Regions from separate parts of the Pan troglodytes genome. Here region 2 is linked to region 1. The links are chromatin contacts, called in public HiChIP or PLAC-seq maps. All regions are on one chromosome and are shown on one strand. The core of a region is the stretch at or near the end of the contact, and the rest is flanking DNA. Distances in the headings are between cores, read along the strand shown. Region 1 holds the start of EDEM2 (ER degradation enhancing alpha-mannosidase like protein 2). Region 2 holds the start of GDF5 (growth differentiation factor 5).

Region 1 (7,388 bases), core at 3,065-5,564:
CAGTGCAATGGTGCAATCTCGGCTCACTGCAACCTCCGCCTCCCGGGTTCAGGCAATTCTCCTGCCTCAGCCTCTCCAGTAGCTGGGATAACAGACATGTGCCACTATGCTGGGCTAATTTTTTGTATTTTAATAGAGATGGAGTTTCACCATATTGGCCAGGCTGGTCTCAAACCCCTGACTTCAAGTGATCTGCCTGCCTCGGCCTTCCAAAGTGCTGGGATTACAGGTGTGAGCCACCATGCTCAGCCTGATACCCTTCTATTATCATTGAACATGGCCACTAGAATGTAAGCCTCTGAAAACAGGAGATGTCAAAGTCTCTGTATCCCCCATAGAGCTATGCAAGCCTATCACAATTCTCCGTACATAACAGGTCCTCTATAAATGTTTGCTAAATAAATGAATCTGCATAAGTTGTAGTTCGTTTTTCCCCTATCTAGCTAGGCAACCACAGCCGGACGCTTCAGAATCATGAGATGCAAATAAAAGGCCTAGGAGAGGAATTCATTTTTCACCCACAGTCACGCTGCCAAAAGAGGAAGGATGTTGGTTATGTAACAGTGGAAAGGAAAAGAAACAGACGAGATACTTACCAGCAAGGTGTCCAGTGCATCAATTAGAGTCAGAGAAAAACTGCAAAAGGACAGAAATCCCAGCCACTTAGTAAGAAAATCAAATACCAGATATTATGGCTGCCCTAGATCTGATCCCCCTAAAACTAAATGAGGCAAAGTAATGCCTCTGCCTGTCCCACTTACAGTCACAACAGAGAAACCACAGTGAAAATCGCAGGTATTCTCTGACCCACTTAATGCACCTGGGAGGGTTGGCTGATGTAGCTCAACTGTAATTAAATACATCACCTATAGTCTGGCATTCTCCTCTACCATTGGGAGGCAGTATAAGATTGCAGCTTAAAGCACAGGCCTTTCACCAATTTTCACGTCTAGGAATTTAACTCACAGTGAACAGCTGTTTGAGAGTGTTCATGGCAGTATTGCTTAGAACAGCAAGAGGCTGGAAAGAACCCAACTGTCCACCCATTAATGGGTGATTAAACTGTGTTATAAACAGTGCAAAACTATGAAGTTATCAAAAAGATTGTTATCAAGACTTCTATGTGCTGATGGAAAGACATTCGAATTGTTTTTAATGAAAAAGTCAGGGTGGTTTAGTATGTTTCCATCTGTTTCAAAAAGACATGCTGACAGAAAGCAGATAGCAATTGTTAGGGTCAGTGGTGGTGCAGGGATGAACTATAAAGGGCCACAAGGGAACTTTTTAAAGTGACAGAAGTGTTTCATATCTTGACTGTGACGGTGGTCACTTCAAACGAGTGTAGGCTGGGCACGGTGGCTCATGCCTGTAATCCGCCAGCACTTTGGGAGGCCTAGGTGGGTGGATCACCTGAGGTCAGGAGTTCAAGACCAGCCTGGCCAAATGACAAAACCCGGTCTCCACAAAAAAATTAGCCGGGTGTGGTGGTGGGCTCCTGTAATCCCAACTACTTGGGAGGCTGAGGCAGGAGAATCGCTTGAAGCCAGGAGGCGGAGGTTGTAGTGAGCCAAGATCACGCCATTGCACTCCAGCCTGGGTAACAAGAGCGAAACTCCATCTCAAAAAAAAAAAAGAGTGTATTTTATTATACGTAAATTATGCCTTTAAGAAGTTCATTTTAAAAAGATACACATACACACATCTATATATATAATGGTATAAACCAAGAATATTTCTGGACAGATACAAAGGAAAGTTAATAGTTGGAATTCTAGGGTATGGGAGATATTTATTGTATATAATTTTTTACCACTTGAATTTGCCATTTGTATTTACTTTGTTTCAACTTAAAAAAATAAAAACCATCACAAGTTTTGAGTTTACTTAATTTCTCCCGACCTTAGCACATTCGTGTGTAAAACAGGGATAATGGCACCTAACTCATAGGGGTATTAAGATACTGAGCTGAGATCTGAATGACAAGCAGCAGCCAGTGATGGGAGGAAAACGGGGAGAGTGTATTTCAGGCACGGGGCACACCAACTACAAAGACTTAAGTTTTAGGAGTGTCACACTCCTTCCTGGATCTGAATGCCCACCTACATAATGAAAGGGGTGGGTTTTCTAATTCTTGGAGCCCTTCCACGGTATCTTGTTACTCCAGAAATTGCCTATGTCCCCACAGCTGATGCCTGTTACTGCTGGGGCTGAGCCCAGCGATCCAGCCCACCCGGCTAATCCAGGACTTTTTTTTCACTGCGAGAGGCTAAGTGGATCCTGGAGGTGATAGTAAGAATTGCGGGGAGCGCGGCTCTAGCTCAGCTGGGAGCTTTCTGGTGCCGGTGAGGAGACCATGAAGCCACCAGCCCCAGCTGACCCGCCCGCCGAGGCCCAGAGAGTCAGACCCTGGCCGCCCCTTGCCCCTCCGCTCGCACTACCTGCCCCAGGTGTCGTGCCCGTCACAGGTGAGAGGTCGCAGCTCATCGAAGGGAAAGGCATTCTCCAGGTAGCTGTCGTAGGCGTGGTAGAACATGGCCTTGACTCGCTCCCTGGGTGGGGGACGAGAAATCAGGCATGGGGCAAGAACACAACAACAAGCGGGGGAAGAACAAGATACAGGGCGGAAAGTGGGAATCACTAGCTGATTTCTCCCTGGGACCTAGCGGCTGGGTCGGAGCAAGTCGGGGTCTGGGATGGACGGAAAGGGAAAGGACCCGGTTCGCGCTTCCCATTCCCCAACTGCGAAAGGGCGGGAACCTGGCCTCCTTCACCTGTAGTGGGCGGGATCTGGCGCGGAGCCGTCGGGACCTGGCGCACCATGGTGCAGAGGCAGCAGCGCGCACAGGAGGCCAAGCGGGATGAGCAGCCGGAAAGGCATAGAGCTCGTGTCCTCTCAGCGCCCCCGCAGCAGCAGCAGCCACTGCAACCAGCTCATCCTGGGAGCTGCTGCGGGTTCTTCCGGGGATCCGCGCCACTGCGCCTGCGCGCTGAGAAATCAGCCTCTCACTTCCGGACTACAAGCCCCAGAATGCAATGGGCAGTGAAACGCGGCCGAAGAGCAACTTCGGATATACGGTTTCCGCAACACTGATCAACGTGTCTTAAAGTCAGTGGCTGTTGTTACTACTGTTATTAATTAATGTTTTAATAATAACAGCTAGCATGTATTGAGCACTTATTGTGTACTAGTACTGTACGGAGCATTTAAAATGCATTCTCTCATTTTTTTCAACAACCTTATTAAGTATGAAGGCAGGGTAAGCATGAGAAATGTTCAGCCTTTACTATTATTATCTAGCAGGACGAGCCGCAGACAAAACTCCTCAGACACCGGGTTAAAGAAGGAAGGAGCTTTATTCGGCCGGGAGCGTCAGCTGACTCACTTCTCAAAAACGGAGCTCCCCGAGTGAGCAATTCCTGTCCCTTTTAAGAGCTTACAACTCTAAGGGGGTCCGCGTGAGAGGGTCGTGATTGATTGAGCAAGCAGGGGGTACGTGACTGATTACCGGTGCACCGGTAATCAGAACGGAACAGAACAGGATAGGGATTTTCACAATGCTTTTCCATACAATGTCTGGAATCTATAGATAATATAACCGGTTAGGTCAGGGGTCGATCTTTAATTACCAGGCCTGGAATGCAGCGCGGGGCTGTCTGACTACTGATTTCACTTCTGTCTTTCTTTTAACTCCTGCATTTTCTTTGAGGCAGAAATTGGGCATAAGACAATATGAGGGGTGGTCTGCTCCCTTATTTAGGGATATTGAGTTTCCCAAACCAGTTACTTGTTGATTGTATAAGATACAACTCACATTTATTTGTCCAAAACTTCAATTTTTTTTTTTTTAAACCTCTTGCATTTTCCGATGCTGTCACTCTTGAGGTTTCCTGAAATCCCGTCAGTTCTAGGAATTCATGACATTTCTCTCCTCCCAATTTGGGATGTGGTTACACAATCATGGTCCCTTCAGTCTCCATCTCAAACCGGAAGCTTACCCCATCAGCCCTGTAGAATGTCTTAGGTAAGAATGAATACTCTGGTTGGGCGCGGTGGCTCACGCCTGTAATCCCAACATTTTGGGAGGCTGAGGTGCATGGATCACCTCAGGTTAAGAGATAGAGACCAACCTGGCCAACATGGTGAAACCCCGTCTTTACTAAAAATACAAAAATTAGCCAGGGGTGGTGGCGGGTGCCTGTAATCCCAGCTACTCGGAAGGCTGAGGCCGGAGAATCGCTTGAAACCGGAAGGCGGAGGTTGCAGTGAGCGAGGATCGCGCCACTCCACTCCAGCCTGGGCAAAACAGCAAAACTCCATATCAAAAAAAAAAAAAAAAAAAAAAAAGATGAATGACTACCCTAGGGCACTATAGCTTTCAGGAGGTTTATGATCCATTTCTCCATTTCCCTTATTCCCAAGTTTCTAAAATTTGGTCAGCACCTTAGACCACAGCAACACCCATGACTTTGGTCAGTGTGACATGCGGTAGAACCAACCCTGGATTTGAAGTCAGATCTAGGATCCAGTTAATTACAACTCTGTCACTCATCTATAACCAGTGTATGTGACCCTCTCCTTCTCTGGGGCTAGCATCCTTGTCTATAAATAATGAGGAGTTTGAACAAATGGATCTTTGAGATCCTTTTCGGTCGAGCTTTCTATGATTCTAGGATTGGCTATCTCCTATTTGCTGAAAAAGTCAGATGGAAGTGATAGCTCAGTTTGTTGAGCCAGAGTGCAGCCAGGCTTTGTCTCCTTTGGTCCCACATCCCTGAAAACATCCCCCAAGTAAGTGTCTCAAAATGCTATCCGTTGACAGAATTAAATCCCTGACAACCCAGAGAGATTGAGGTGATATAGCCTAGAGGCTAAAAGTATGGGCTTTATATTTGGGCAGACCTGAGTTGGAGTACGAGCTTCATCACCTGTTAGGATGTGACCCTGCCAGTTTTTCTCTGAGCCTCAGTTATCTCATCTGTACAATAGGAATAATATTAGTACCTAGTTAATAGGATTGTGAGGATTTGGTGAGCTATTGCATGTAAAGTGCCTGGCATAGTGTCTGGCAGAAGAGACACTCAGTAAATATTAGGATGTATTTATTTATTTATTTATTTATTTATTTATTGAGATGGAGTTTCATTCTTGTCACCCAGGCTGGAGTGGTGCTATCTCAGCTCACTGCAACCTCCGCCTTCTGGGTTCAAGTGATTCTCCTGCCTCAGCTTCCTGAGTAGCTGGGATTACAGGCGCCTGCCACTGCGCCCAGCTAATTTTTATATTTTTAGTAGAGAAGGGGTTTCGCCATGTTGGCCAGGCTGGTCTCGAACTCCTGACCTCAGGTGATCCACCCACCTCGGCCTCCCAAAGTGCTGGGATTACAGGCATAAGCCACCGTACCCAGCCTGGGATGTTTTTAGAAACTCTTCTTGGCCGGGCGCGGTGGCTCACGCCTGTAATCCCAGCACTTTGGGAGGCCAAGGTGGGCGGATCACAAGGTCAGGAGTTCAAGACCAACCTGGCCAATATGGTGAAACCCTGTCTCTACTAAAAATACAAAAATTGGCCGGGAGTGGTGGCAGACGCCTGTAGTCCCAGCTACTCAGGAGGCTGAGGCAGGAGAATCGCTTGAACCCGGGAGGTGGAGGTTGTAGAGGTTGTAGTGAGCCGAGATCAAGATCAGGCCACTGCACTCCAGCCTGGGAGACAGAGCGATACTCTGCCTCAAAAAAAAAAAAACAAAACAAACAAACAAACAAACAAAAACTCTTCTTGGGGCTTCCAAATGGAAGGGAAAGGAGATGACAGTAAGCTGAGACCTGGATAACAACACAGGAGCACTGTATTCGTTTCCTGTGATTCCTGCAACAAATTACCACAAACCAAGTGGCTTAAAGCAACAGAAATTTATTCTCTCGCAGTTTGGGAGGTCAGGAGCCTGAAATCAATTTCACTGGGCTAAAATTAAGTTATTGACAGGGCCACACCCACTCCAAAGGCTCTAAGGGATAATCCCTTCCTTGCCTCTCTAGATTCTCCTGACTGCTGGCATTCCTTGGCTTATGGTTGTATCACTCCAGTATGTGCCCGTGCCTTCATATCGCCTTCTCTGTGGATGTGTCACATCTCCTTCTGCTTTTCTCTTATAAGGACATTTATAATTGCATTTAGGACCCCCCCCGCCCCCTCCCCAACCCAGATAATACAGGATAAACTCCCATTCCAAGATTTTTAACTTAATCACATCTAGGGAAAAAAAAAAACAAACACCATTTTTCCAAATAGAGAAACATTTACAGTTTCCAGAGATTAGGACCTGGACTTTAGGGGGCTGTTTCCAGCCTAGCGCAGGGACTAAATATTTTTCAGACCTGGGCCTTTCCCTGTGACGAAATTCACCTTCTCCATATTATAAATCCTATAGCTTATCTTTTTGTCTCCCATTCAAAATTCTAGTGTGGATAAAACTTTTGCAGGAAGGGTGGGTTCAGGTTGCCTGGATTTGGTAACGATAGGTCTCTCTTTATGAGCAAGATTGAAACACTCATGATTTTCCTTTATATTCTTTTTCTAGCTTGATGTCATTTTCCACACTGTCACTGAACAAATAAAACCATGACTTAAGTTTTCACAATTCATGTGACTAATTTCATAGTTCTCTAATGAGAATAAAAAAATTGTTTTACCCTCTGGAAAGTATCAGGACTCTTCTTTCTCTCACTCTGTGTTTATGATATTGGATTCTAGAAGGTTATGACCCACCAGTGAAGTGTCACACTTGAGCATTTACTTGTGAAGAGACTCAGGGTAAGTTGCCTACCTCTCTGAGACTCAATTTCCTATTGTAAAATACAGAAATTGATGAGGCCATAAAGGAATTCTGGGAATTAAATGGGATAATGAAAGTGAACATTCTCAGCACAGTGACTGGTATATCTTAAGTTCTTGATACATATTAATTCTCTTCCCTGCCTCCCCAACTCTTCTTTTTTTTTTAAGGCAGGGCAGTTGTTTCCATTTACTGAGCATCTGCCCCGAGTCATCCAAGGTGTTATAGGCAATAGTTCCTACCCTCAAAAGTTTGAGGCACAGTGCTGAGCATATAACTAAGATTCCAAAATAATCAAGTCATAGTCCTTTCCCTTGAAGTGCTTGCAATTTTGTTAGAAGGGGAAGATGTCAATTGGAGAATACTTGGAATCATAGGGTGTTCAAGTCTTCCCTGTGGGTGAATAGAGTTTGGAGGGAGCTCAGATCACATCAGTATCTGAGGCCAATGTCCTCGGACTCTGTGTTCAGTGGAACAAGACTTGGACTGGTTGTCGGAAACCCTTGGTCTTGTTACTTGTTTATCCACTATCTCTGTGTGATCTCGGGCAAGTCATTT
Region 2 (7,388 bases), core at 2,578-5,077, 290 kb after region 1:
TCTTGGTGCGGCCAAACACCAGGAACAGGGCCTTCTCGTGGACCTGCCGGGCGGCGCGGTCGAAGCCCAGGCCACGGAGGTCCACGGCCCGGCCCCGTTCCCAGGCCTCCAGCTCCAGGCACAGCTGGGCCGAGTTCTTAAAGTTTCGGAAGAGCTTCCAGATGTCGAACACCTCCCAGCCAGATCCGTCCAGGCCTGGCACGGAGCGCACATCCAGCAAGGCGGCCGGCTGCCGGCCGCTGGGGCAGCTGGACAGCTTCAGCTGGGCAGCCCGCCCGCCTCCGGGGGCCGCTGGCTTGGCCGTGTCCGAGGGCTTCTTCCGCAAGATCCGCAGCTCGGCCCCCAGCAGCCCATCCTTCTCCAGGGCACTAATGTCAAACACGTACCTCTGCTTCCTGACCACGGGACCTCGGTCATCTAGAGAGAACACCCAGAAGTCATTCCCTGCAACCTCACCAAGGGAGCCAGTCACTTCGAGGCTGCGGGGGAAGGCCCCAGCTCTCTCCCCGTCCAGAGAGCTTTCTTTCACCTCTGCCCCATTCTGACAGAAGCCAAGAGCCAAACCACTGAGAGCCTTTTTGAAAATGAGAGCACTTCCTACATAGCCGACCAAGTAGGGGTGTTCACCTGAAGATGTGGCTGGGGATGATTTGCGTGATTCTGGTGTTTGTGTCATGATATACGTGTTATCAGAGATTTATCAGCTTTGTAACTGCCTTCTACCTATCTCTCTCCCAGCCATGAGCTAACGTGATGTCTCATTTGTGAGATAGGTGGAGTGAGCATTAAAATTACTCCTGTTGACTGGGCACAGTGGCTCACACCTGTAATCCCAGCACTTTGGGAGGCTGAGGTGGGTGGATTGCTTGAGCTCCGGAGTTCGAAACCAGCCTGCATAACATGGTGACACTCTGTCTCTACAAAAAATACAAAAATTAACCAGGCATGGTGGCGTGCACATGTAGTCCCAGCTACTCAGGAGGCTGAGGTGGGAGGATTGATTGACCCCAGGGAGGTCAAGGCTTCAGTGAGCCGTGAATTCGCTATTGCACTCCAGCCTGGGCAACAGAGAAAGACCCTGGCTAAAAAAAAAAAAAAAAAAATACACGCTTTTCCAGAGGAGAATCCCAAGGTTCAGAGAAGTTAGATGACTTGCTCAAATTCTCAGCTGCTTCCACCATCCCTTAAAGGAGACCTTGGTGCTCTTGTTATGCAGATGAGGCAGAGATGGGGAGTGACTTGACTAAGGTCACACAGCAAGTTAATGACAAAGCTGGTCCACACTGACCTACAGCCCAATTTTCCTGGCTTTCCAGTGCAAGGATTTTGTTGCCTATGTGTCCTACTCTCCTGAGCATGTGCGTATGTTACAGTTGTATGCATGTGTGTGATTGGGTTCATGTGTGAATATGAAAGAGTGTATATGTTAATGACGCATTATATGTATAAATGATTGGGCTTGTGTGACTATTATGAAGAGCACATATATGTATATGCATGATTGATCTTGTGTGTGTATGTAAGAAGGTGTGTGTGCACATACATATGTGTGTGATTCAGCACGTGTGTACGTGTGTGATTCAGCACATGTGTGTGTGAGTCAGCATGCATGTACATGTGTGATTCAGCATGTGTGTATAAACATAAGGCTATGTATGTGTATGTGAGAAGCTCAGTAGTATCTCCGAATCAGCATGCCCTCCTTCCTAAATAGCAGTTTGCCATTGGGGAGCTTTCATATATTGCTCTAGAAGGTGACTAATTAGGCCTTTAAACTCCCCATCTCCCCCTCTCCAAGCTCCCTTAGTGCTGGGGGGCACACGGACTTATTTTATGAGCCCCCAAGGGGTCACAGCTTTCCCTGGCTGGGCAGGCAGCCAGACCACCTCCCCCACCTCAGCCAGACCTGCTGCCTCTGTGCCTCCCCCGCCCCCTGGCAGCCCCCTCCAGGCCAGCTCTAATGAGGAGCCTCTCCCACCCTCTGACCCCTCCCCCACCCTGCCAGCCTAGGACCAGAGCAAATGAGCTGCAGGCAACTTGAGCGACCAACAGCCCACCTCCCTCTTCACACTAGGAAGAAACTGAGGCCCTGAGAGGGGGAGGGACTTGCTTAGATCACACAGCAAGTGGAGAGGAAAAGCTGCAACAGTAACATTAGGTGGGCCGAGAGAGACAGAGGGGAGCAGGTAGTCTCTGGAGTTAATGAGGAGAATGAGGCATGTTCAGGACAGGACCTAAAGTTTTCATGTTGGAAGGGCTCTCAGAAACCACCCTGTCCAACCCCATATAGGTGTACAGATGGGAAAACGGAGACCCCAAGTGAGAAGGAGCTTTCCCAAGGTCATACTGCGAGTTAGGCCCTGGGTCTGCTCCCTCCCCATGTATCTGAACATCATTCCATGACTCCAAGATGCCCCATTTACTGTGTGCACCTCTCTTGCCTCCTCTAGCCCCTTGCCTGAGGGCAAAGTTGCAGAAGCATGGGGACCTCAAGATTCATTTCTTTCTCTGCTGTCTGAGACCACCTACAAACCTCTGGAGCTTGGAAAGTTCGGCCAGCCCAGCAGATACAGATGCACAACTGAGTAATCAAGTCTCGGAATCTGGTCTCCAACTCTGCCACGAACTGGCAGGTCTTGTCTTCTCTCTAGGCTTTAGTGCCCACTCTGCACCTTGCAGGCGTTGGACCTGGTGCTTCCTAGGTGCCCTCCAGCCCTGATGTGTGGGCAGCCTAGGATCTGCTATGTGTGAGATATGTGTCAGTGTCCCCAGACACCCACCCCGGGCCAGATGCACACAGTGTCTCCCACCAGGGCAGTGCCAGGGCTTTGAAAGCCCCTCCATTCATGCAGATGCCCCTCCCTCTGAGCCGTGCCCCTGCCACCCCACCCCCTCACCTTGCCCTTTGTCAATAAAGCTGGTGATGGTGTTGGCCAGGCCAGCCTCCAACTTCACGCTGCTGTTGCCTCCCTTTCTGTCAGCATCGGACAGCGTCCTGTACAGCGAGAGCATGTACTCGTGGGGTGTGATGGGGGGTGGGCGAAACGGCTCCTTGGGCTCTCGTGGGGGCCCGGGCTCCCTGGCCTTCTTCAGCAGGAAGGAGCTGGGGACAGATCCTGCTTTTGGGGGTGCCTTGCCTCCGGGAAGCTGTCCTTTTGGGGTCACAGTCCGGGCTGTAGCCTGCCTTGTTTGGGGAGGGTGTCCTGGCTTGGGTTCAGGGCCGCCCGGTCTGGGGGGCAGCTTTTTGGGTTCATCCTTCTTGGGCTGTGTCAGGCCTCCTTTCTGCCCGGTGCCTCCCTTTGCCCTGGCATTGGCATTGGTGGCCCCCCCACCATAGCTGTGACCCCCTGGCCTGAAGACGTTCCGGGCCAGGGGGGGCCTCTCCTTGGCCTCTGCTTTGGCCAATCCTGGCCTGGTCCCCTGGGGTCTCTGGCCCAAGTCAGGGGCACCCAACACAGTGCAGATGAATTCCAGGTCCAGCCAAGCCAGGTACCAAAGCAATAAAGTGAGGAGTTTGGGGAGTCTCATCCTCTGGCCAGCCGCTGAATGACACCAAAGAGAACAGCGGCAGCAGCGAAGGTGCCTCTGGTTTGGCAGGAAAAACCATGAAAGGAGTGGACTTTCAAAAGCAGCGGCAGCAGCAGTAGCAGCAGAAGGAAAGGCTTTCTCCTCAGTCTGAGACTCTTGAAGTCTGCCGGGTGTGTGTTTGTATCCAGTCCCATAGTGGAAATGCTCTCGTATCCAGACGTGCACCGTCTCCAGTCAGCAGCTGAAAATAACTCGTTCTTGAAAGGAGAAAGCCGACCGCCCCCTTTCTCCTGCACAACTGACTGAGGGCTTGAAGGAGGCTTGTATAAGGCTGAGGGATTTTTCCAAGAAGGAAGAATGGCGTAATGCTGCCTGTGTGCTCCAGTTTTTTTTTCCCCCTAGTTTTGAATCCTTTCCAGTGAAAATACTTCACACACACACACACACACACACTCACAGGCCTGCAGGTGCTCAGAAAAATCTTTTACAAACCTGAACTCAGGAATTGGAAACGGAATTCCAACCCAAACCAATTTAATTACTCTCTGATGTCATGCTGTCTAAACTCATTTAAGTGCGATATATTTATGTGAAAAAAATCACCACTGCCCTTTCGAGGCCATGGCTCACGGGGGCTCCTGGCACGGAGCCCCGCAGCGGGACTCTAGGCTTAGGGGGCCTCCCCCTCCACGGGGCAGACTCAGGGGTCTTCACCTCCACCTCATGGAGCAGCCCACCCCACTTTCCCGAGGAGAGATGCTGAAGAATGAGCTCAAAGATCTTAAGCCCCAGAAGCATGGGGAGTGTGGGTTTGTAGTTAAGTCCTTAGAGTGTTTTTAAAGCAGTTTCAACTCCTGCATCTAGTCTGGGACCTGATTTGTTATGCGTGTGTGTGTGTGTGTGTGTGTGTTTATGTGTGTCTGTGTGTGTGTGTGCCTGTGTGTGTGTATTGGGAGTAGGGACAGCACAGATGGCAGCATTTACCCACATTTTCTTTTATTTTAATAAACTTGTGGTGACCCAGAGACTGAAAAATATCAGTGCCCACTACACCCCCTCCCTACCCCCAAATCCCATTGACTGAGTGCATATTCTTCAGGCTTGGGGGCACTGCCGCCCTTAAGTTCACTCCTTGGATGGCGGCAGGTCCAGGGTGTACCCCACCACCACCCCGGCAGAGACGTCCTCTGAGTTTTCTTAGAAAAGACTGGCAGAGTCTGGGGCAGCAGCGGCCCCTACAGGAGGCTGGAAAAGCCATTTCCCACATGACGCTTTTTTTTTTTTTTTTTTTTTTTTTTTGAGACGGAGTCTCGCTCTGTCGAGTGCAGTGGCATGATCTCAGCTCACTGCAATCTCTGCCTCCCAGGTTCACGCCATTCCCCTGCCTCAGCCTCCCCAGTAGCTGGGACTACAGGCCCCTGCCACCACACCTGGCTGATTTTTTATGTTTGTAGTAGAGATGGGGTTTCACCATGTTAGCCAGGATGGTCGCGATCTCCTGACCTCGTGATCTGCCCGCCTCGGCCTCCCAAAGTGCTGGGATTACAGGCGTGAGCCACCAATTTCCCACATGATGTTTTTCTGGTAGCTCTGGAAGGTCTGAATTCCAGCTGAACTCAAGGGTTTCTTAAAGTGCCTCATTGAAGTATGGAAGATCCCTTCCTCTGGGGAACCTTCGCCGTAGAGCCCCTGGGCAACTTAACACAGGGTCAGCGGGGAAAGCTGTTCGCTTCACCTGAAATATCCTCCTCTCTCTCTCCCACAACTGGAGGAAGCACTCCACATCCTGAGAAGTTTAGCTGAAAATTTACCTCCTTCGGGAAGCCTTTCCTCGTCTCCAGACAGAGCCAATTACCCCTTCTGTACATTTCTCTACAACAACACTTGTCACGCTGTAAGAAGGATGGCGGGGGAGAAGCAATAGTCAGATAGGCTTCCTTCTTTTTTTTTTTTTTTTTTTTTTGAGACAGAGTCTCACTCTGTCACCTAGGCTGGAGTGCAGTGGTGCGATCTTGGCTCACTATAATCTCCACCTCCTGGGTTCAAACGATTCTCCTGCCTTAGCCTCTCGAGTAGCTGGGACTACAGGTGCACACCACCATGCCTATCTATTTTTTGTATTTTTAGTAGAGACGGAGTTTCACCATGTTGGCCAGTCTGGTCTCGAGCTCCTGACCTCAAGTGATCCACCCACCTTGGCCTCTCAAAGTGCTGGGATTGCAGGCATCTCTACCAAAAATACAAAAAATTAGCCGGGTGTGGAGGCAAAGGTTGCAGTGAGCCGAGATCGCACCACTGCACTCCAGCCTAGGTGACAGAGCTAGAGTCCATCACACACACACAAAATAAGTAAATAAATAATATTAATAAAATAAAAAAATTAAAAACAGGCTTGTTCCCACTGAACCAGTCCTCTCTGGCATCCCTCCCTTCACTCCCTCCTCACCACCTCCATCACTGCCCTGTCCTCCTCATTGCTTGCCTCGCTATGATTCTCCCCTATAACTGGCTTCTAGGCCTCCAGGCTCTTTCTGGTTCAACCCTCTACTAAAAGCTACCCATCAAACAAGTGCCAACCCACGTGCCACCTCCTCCATGAAGCCTTCTTGCATCCTCCAGAAAATGCACACTCCCCCTGAGCTGCCATCACACATTTTCTGTGCTCTTTTACATTTTTTGGCAGCTGAAAGTTTATTCAGTCTCTGCCTCTGCCCCCTATCCCAACACAGTTTGTTTCTTCCACTCTGTATTTTGTCATATTTTAAAATCATAACTTAATTCCTTATAACTATAATAATTTCTTTACATACCTGTCTCTCCCATTAGATTATGACTAGACTGTGCCATATTTATCTTTGAATTATACCCAGTGCTTGGCACAGGGCCCAGCACACAGCAGCTCTCAGTACGTGTTATATGAATAAATTAATCTCTAACTGGCCCTTATTTACAAAAATCATCATTTTCTACTTTGAGGTGTAGTTATTTGTGGACATAACCTGCCTTTCCCATTAGACTCTAAGTTCCTTGAAGGGAAGAATTGTCTTGCCACTTCTTAAGCATTTTGTAAGCTCAGAGAGTGAATAAATGAATGAGTTGAACAACCACAATGTCTCTGTACATGGCTTGATAAAGAGCAAGGATTCTGGAGACAAACAGACCTGGTTTTGAAGCTTGGTTCTGCTATTTATGTATTGTGTGATCTTGGGAAGCCTCTAAACCTCTCTGAAACTCTAAACAGTGATAACGATAGTGCTTACCTCACAGGACTCTTGTTGGAGATTCAATGAAGTAAATTGCGGCCAGGCGCAGTGGCTCACGCCTGTAATCCCAGCACTTTGGGAGGCCGAGGCAGGTGGATCACGAGGTCAGGAGATCAAGACCATCCTGGCTAACACGGTGAAACCCTGTCTCTACTAAAAAAATAGATAAATAAATAAAATTAAATTGCATAAAGTGATCAACTATTAATGGCAATTGTTAATGATAGCTTTTTTTTTTTTTTAGATGGAGTCTCACTCTGTCACCCAGGCTGGAGTACAGTGGCATGATCTTGGCTCACTGCAACCTCCACCTCCCGGGTTCAAGTGATTCTCCTGCCTCAGCCTCCCAAGTAGCTGGGACTACAGGTGTGTGCCACCACGCCTGGCTAATTTTTGTATTTTTAGTAGAGATGGGGTTTCACTGTGGTAGCCAGGATGGTCTCGATCTCCTGACCTTGTGATCTGCCTGCCTCGGCCTCCCAAAGTCCTGGGATTACAGGCGTAAGCCACCATACCCGGCCAATAATAGCTATTTTTTTTTAAGCACTTATTCCAGTCAACTAGACTCTGGGTTTTGTACTCCATTGCATTTATGTG

What was found. HiChIP or PLAC-seq counts read pairs in DNA pulled down with a chosen protein or histone mark.
Region 2: a contact with region 1 is called in an H3K4me3 HiChIP or PLAC-seq map of stem cell-derived excitatory neurons, with 10 times the contacts expected there. The contact joins the promoter of GDF5 here to the promoter of EDEM2 in region 1. A contact is called at or near these places in 1 of 7 Hi-C or Micro-C datasets (stem cell-derived neural progenitor cells) and 1 of 1 datasets of contacts at active chromatin or transcription factors (stem cell-derived excitatory neurons).

Annotation. Positions count from the first base shown.
Region 1 is chr21:41,380,684-41,388,071 of NHGRI_mPanTro3-v2.0_pri, forward strand. EDEM2 (ER degradation enhancing alpha-mannosidase like protein 2) reads right to left here and starts at 4,315. Exons shown (of 11, transcript XM_514601.5): 1 at 2,772-4,315; 2 at 2,439-2,549; 3 at 597-636. The coding sequence starts at 2,878.
Region 2 is chr21:41,668,789-41,676,176 of NHGRI_mPanTro3-v2.0_pri, forward strand. It overlaps GDF5 (growth differentiation factor 5), which reads right to left and starts at 3,828. Exons shown (of 2, transcript XM_530287.8): 1 at 2,898-3,828; 2 at 1-417. The coding sequence starts at 3,528.